Regions from separate parts of the Acanthopagrus latus genome. Here region 1 is linked to region 2. The links are chromatin contacts, called in public Hi-C maps. All regions are on one chromosome and are shown on one strand. Each heading gives the region's core, a stretch centred on a gene start, on an enhancer-like site or on the middle of the called end of the contact. The rest is flanking DNA. Distances are from core to core; before and after follow the strand shown.

Region 1 (2,700 bases), core at 150-2,649, 190 kb after region 2:
TCTGTGTGCTTTTTTTAAGTAGTATTCCTTTCCTTGAGAAGCTGAACAGATGATGCTCTGAATACATATTAGAATACAGACACTGTACATGCTCAACTGAAGCTTTGCTCATGTTACAATCGACCCTGTGGAGTTTTCTTCTCTTCAGAATAAAGGTTGTAATTACATTCTAATATCTTTGAAGTCAAACAAACATGTTGGGTGCAGTTCTTCCCTCATCATCTTAAATCCAGCACTCTTTACATCCCTGCTTACCTGCTTGCAGTCTTCTATCCCACTTTTGCTGCTGCATTGCAGCATGTTGCCACCATCTGTCAATCAGCTGGAATATAAAACCATTATCTTTCACAAACTGCACTACTCAAGGTCAAAACGCCACAGGGTGCCTTTACATCTGAGACTGACGTGCGTACCAGTCCTGATGTTAAAGTACATCTAATTTTGAGGTAGCTTATGATTTATGATTGCCTGCATGTATGCAGAAACTCTACCAGTCTTATTATTATTCAACACAGAGTATTTTAGTCATGTCTGAGTTTGTTTGTTTTTTTGTTTTTTTTTTAGGTCAATATTTTTGCTGAAGTGTCAAACATTTGCAGGCAGGAGCTTCTTAAATGTGAAGCTTTGCTGCTTTTTTCAGCTCTGTTTAACTGAACACTAACTATCTTTGAGTTTTTTGGACTGTTGATCAAACATATTAAGCAATTTCAAAATCACCCCAGGCTCAGAAAGTTGTGGTTTACCTTCTTTTAATACTGATCGACTAAAGAGTTACTGTAATGATGATTGAGTGAAATTTCTTAAATTGATAGTCTGCAGTCTTAACAATTAATTATCAGTTCATCTTATATATGAAATTTGTTGAAGGTTTTTCCACTGACATGATCAAAAGTGAAAACAAAGTTAACACCAAATTACACAAACATAAATGAATAACTTCATAACTTCAGAACACTGTTTAATGTTAAAAGGTGTCCTGCTAACATTAATAAAACAAAACAGTATAAACTGTGTTTGCAACATCAGTTTTTGCGTCATGAAAATCAGTGACTGAATCATTTTCTCTTCTCCCTAAAACTACATAATGCACCTTTAACATCCCAGTTGCAGCCTGAGCAGCTGTCAGCAGCTCTCACACACACTTTATCTGCCTCTGCTGTGACATTCACTTCTATCAGTCAGTGGGGATATTTTTAACTGCCCCTAATGCTCCTGAACTGAGTCTACGCTCTGTGCATTAGCATAATGCAACATCAGTGACAGCGACTGATTACGCCAGGGATGATTTTGTTGAGTGTAAATGTGAAATCTGATTATCCTCTGTGCTCTGCAGAGGGAGGAGGGCCAGAGAGAGAGGGAGAGGGAGAGGGAGAGGGAGAGGAAGAGGGAGAGCGAGGTTGGCTGGAGGAGAGATTCAGATGGGAAGGAGGGGTTAAGATAGCAATGTGCTGAGCCAATGGCTTTTCCACAGAGCAGCTGGCTGGCATCAGGACAGGACAGGCCGCTCAGAGGACGCATACCTTGAGGACGGCTCTCCTCCGCTCGCTGTAGGACACTAAGGGTGACTTCCAGGAGGTGTTCATGGGATGCACTATCTACGCAGCCAGCCCTAAGGCCCTGCCTGCCGACGAGGCCCCCGGCCAGGACAGATACTACCAGCTCCCCCACTACCGCCACCCTCATGGTAACTGCAGCCAGAGGATAGCAGCCAGCAGAGCCAGGTCAGTCAGCTGCAGCACACAGGAAGTGCACTGCAGGTAGAGAGTATGTGGCACGCTGCTCACAAAGTGCGTCCAGGTAAAAGCAATTCATTACTGCAACTGAGCCAATCACAGGAGGAGATTTAGAGAGATGAGAGATGTGTCAGAGAGGGAAGTTTGAGCTGGGGACGACAGGAGGCAACTCTGAGATCAGGACGACGTCCCTCCATGTTTTAAGAATCAGTGTATGCGGATAAATATTAAAGATTTAAATAAAAGATAATTATTTACTAAGTTTGTTGATCATCGATTAATTTTTTTAAGCAAAAAAGTCAAATATTTCCTGGTTTCAGTTTCTTAAAAGTGAGCATTTATTTGCGCCATAAAACGCAGGTATTAATTCATTTATTAAATGTAAAATAATAAGATTTTTATTTCTTTAATTCATTTATTTATGTAGTTATGTCTTTATTATAGTTGGTTTTTGCAGGTCTGGTAGGTCTGAAGAGATTTTGGCTTTTGGACTGTTCGTTGGACAACAGAAGCATTTAAAGACGTCACTTTTGGCTGTGGGAAATTTTAAATGTTTAAACAGTGAATCAAGTAATGGTAACTTACTCTAAAGTGATATACACTGATTTTTTTAAACATTAGCTGCTATTTAAATGTTTCCAGATATCAAATGCACAGGAAGGAGACATGAAGCACTAAAATGGATGAGAAAGTGAAGGGATTACACCGTCTCTTTGTTACATCTTTATTGTCATCACTTTGACGTTTTATTGTGGTATTTTCAGATTTCTTCTCTCATATAACACTGAACATTTATGCACCTTGTAACACCTGCGGTTTGGAAACAGGTGAGTCAGCCGTGGTTAGGATTTTAAAAACCACAGAGTTTATGATTCAAGTGTTGCTAAAGCCATGATTCACTGATGTAGCAGCGATTGTGTTGAGATGAAGTCACACTAAAGTTTCTTGTCATATTTTCCCAGCACCA
Region 2 (2,700 bases), core at 16-2,515:
AAAAAAAAGTCTCCAGTGGTTTCCTCACATTGCGGTTTCTCATCTCGCAGCCGTCTCGCCCAACTGTGATCTCATCACTCTCCTGACACGAAAGAAAAAAATGTTGATGTGATACATATGAAAAGTACAAATGTAATGTATCTGATGTTTTCAGAAATGTTACACTGCCAACGTTTGATTCTGGCAACGTTTTGATTCTAAGCTGTGAAAATGACCAGCTCTTGCCTTTGATTTTTAAAGTGGCTTATGACTAATACCACAAAACATGTAGTCGTTTGTTATGTGATGTTTCCTCTGTATTGTTGTTCTGTAAACTGTATCTTAGAAGATCTTCTCTAAATTGTAAAAACATAAAGCTTAACAACCACTGTATGTTGAAATGTATCAGTTCTATCACAAGAATACTCATATATCCAGTTGTGATGATGTAAATCACCTATATATTAAAACAAATTATTATTGATTATTGTCTAAAGCTTAACTGAACACCTCAGTTTAACAATGTAGTCACTTAGTTTGACTGATTGTTCCTCACTCATTTTTCATCATTTTGTGATAACTTAAGGGTTACCATGAGGTCAACTCTGTTTTTTTTACATCACTTAATTTCAATGTATGATGTTTTTGTTCTCATCGAGTCAACAAGTTCACAAATAAATGATTTTTTCTATGTAACAATGTGACAGCATACTGAACGGCTGTGACAATCGTGTTTTGTTAGTATACCTCTGTTTTCTCCACATTCTCCTACTGGCACACTTCACAATATTTACACAAAATACAGATTAAGTGAAGAATGAATGTTGGATATTAGAATACACATAGTTATATCCGATAATGTGAACATGAGAGATAGATAAGCTAAGATTTTTTTTTGTTGCACATAAATATATGAACAACTTATGGAATATTATGTTTAGTTATAAATGACACTACTAAACATTAAATGAAAATGATAAATTGGTTAATCTGTTATTCTCTTGATGGGAAATCTAACGGCAACTATTCAGATACTTGGTTTTCAGGATAAAACTTATCCTGGTTTCATATTTCTCTTTTGAGAGCTGCTCTCCTTTTGATTATTTTATTTTGAATACATCTGAAATGTGTTGACTCTGTGTTTCACTGCATTACAAAACCTTGTAATAAAAATACACTGATAAGAGACTTTATCGTGTGCAAGTGTCTCGAACGTCAGCTCCCTGAGCGGAACCTTAATTACAGCACGGCATGTTTCAGGACGGGATTCTCTGCTACTACGCCGTCACTGTGTGCGCGCCTTTGTTATGTCACCGACTGGAAACACGGTCAGTTTTGGTTTGACACGACACACCGGCGCATCTTAGCTTCGAGCTCCGATTGTGAAGTCTGTCCTTCGGCAAAATGTCGGAGGCTTTGCTGCAGTGGTGTGTGGACCAGCTGCACCATAAGTTCGGGCTGGAGGCGTGTGAAGACATCGTCCAGTAAGAAATGTTGACGCGAGTTGAGTGAGACTGAAGTGACGAACTGTCGGCCAACATGCTAACGTGACCATGCACAAGTCTGCCAAATACAAGCCGCTAGCTTGGAAGTAACATACCGTACTGTGTTCAAGCTCTCCATTATGTCTACTTCTTAAAATATTAATAATGTCAGTTAAGGTTATGAGTGTTTGTCAAATACACCGCTTTCCTGTGACAGAGCAACCCACAGGCTAATGAAGTTTGGTATCAAGCTGTCACAGTGACAGGTAGACACTCTGACAGGTGTATTAGATAACTGCAAACCAATGATATGATTCTCTAACGTGTCAAGGTGACACATCCTGAGTGACGCACTTTATGTGTATGTGTGTCACGTCAAATATCAGATTGTGTTTTAATCTTGATTTGCGTAATAAGTTGTGAGGCTAGGTAACTTAAAATCTTTGACTCAGCCTGTGATCTCCCAGAAGGACATCAGCGTCTTTAAATGTCTGCAAGTGGTGGTCAGGTACAACTAGCACCACTTGAGAGATACAAACAAACAAACAAACAAACAACATATAATGGATTATTTTCCCATCATGTTAGACTTTATTACTTTTCTGTTTAAAGGTGACATCCTGAGTGATGTAACTACTTCTAATCTGTGTCGTTTGTGTCGCATGAATGTCTAGATCACGATTTAAAAATGCATTTTGAACAGTAGACATTTGAGCAGCTTTCAATAAGAGGACAGCCTGAATACAATGTGACATGTTTTTAACAACATGTAATCTCACAGAAGCACATGGACATCATCAAACGAATTCAATATTTGTGCTGCTCTAATGCAACATTCTCTCACACAATATCTGATGGTAACGCTTCACAATCAGTAGCCTGTAAATGGTGAATAATCTGAAACTGGAAATTAACTTGTAACTCCTTTTGTTAAATACATGCAGAGGGGAGAAAGTATAAAGTAGCAGAACATGGAAATACTCAAGTAAAATCCAAATTGTTCTTAAGAACAGCACAAAAGTAAATTGTACTAAGCTTTCTTTCATCAATGGTTGTTAGAAATTTTGGTGCAAAGAATTTAAATTTCTGTCACAAATACCAGTTTTCAGTCTTCCCTTGATAACTACAATTGGTGTTGGCCTATAAAAAACTCATGTAGATAACCCGGCACCTGAAAGATTTATGAATAATAACAAAATGTATGAATATTGGTCTTTATTTGCACAACACAGTGATT

The links. Hi-C and Micro-C count contacts between places; a contact is called where the count stands out from the background.
Region 1: a contact with region 2 is called in a Hi-C map of muscle, with 4 times the contacts expected there. The contact joins the promoter of gramd2aa here to the promoter of trip4 in region 2. A contact is called at or near these places in 4 of 4 Hi-C or Micro-C datasets (liver and muscle).

The regions. Positions count from the first base shown.
Region 1 is chr4:6,003,230-6,005,929 of fAcaLat1.1, forward strand. It overlaps gramd2aa (GRAM domain-containing protein 2A), which reads left to right and starts at 1,400. Exons shown (of 12, transcript XM_037096440.1): 1 at 1,400-1,721. The coding sequence starts at 1,582.
Region 2 is chr4:5,815,313-5,818,012 of fAcaLat1.1, forward strand. It overlaps trip4 (activating signal cointegrator 1), which reads left to right and starts at 1,266. Exons shown (of 13, transcript XM_037096255.1): 1 at 1,266-1,463. The coding sequence starts at 1,384. LOC119018796 (neuronal acetylcholine receptor subunit alpha-7-like) reads left to right here. Exons shown (of 10, transcript XM_037096770.1): 10 at 1-688.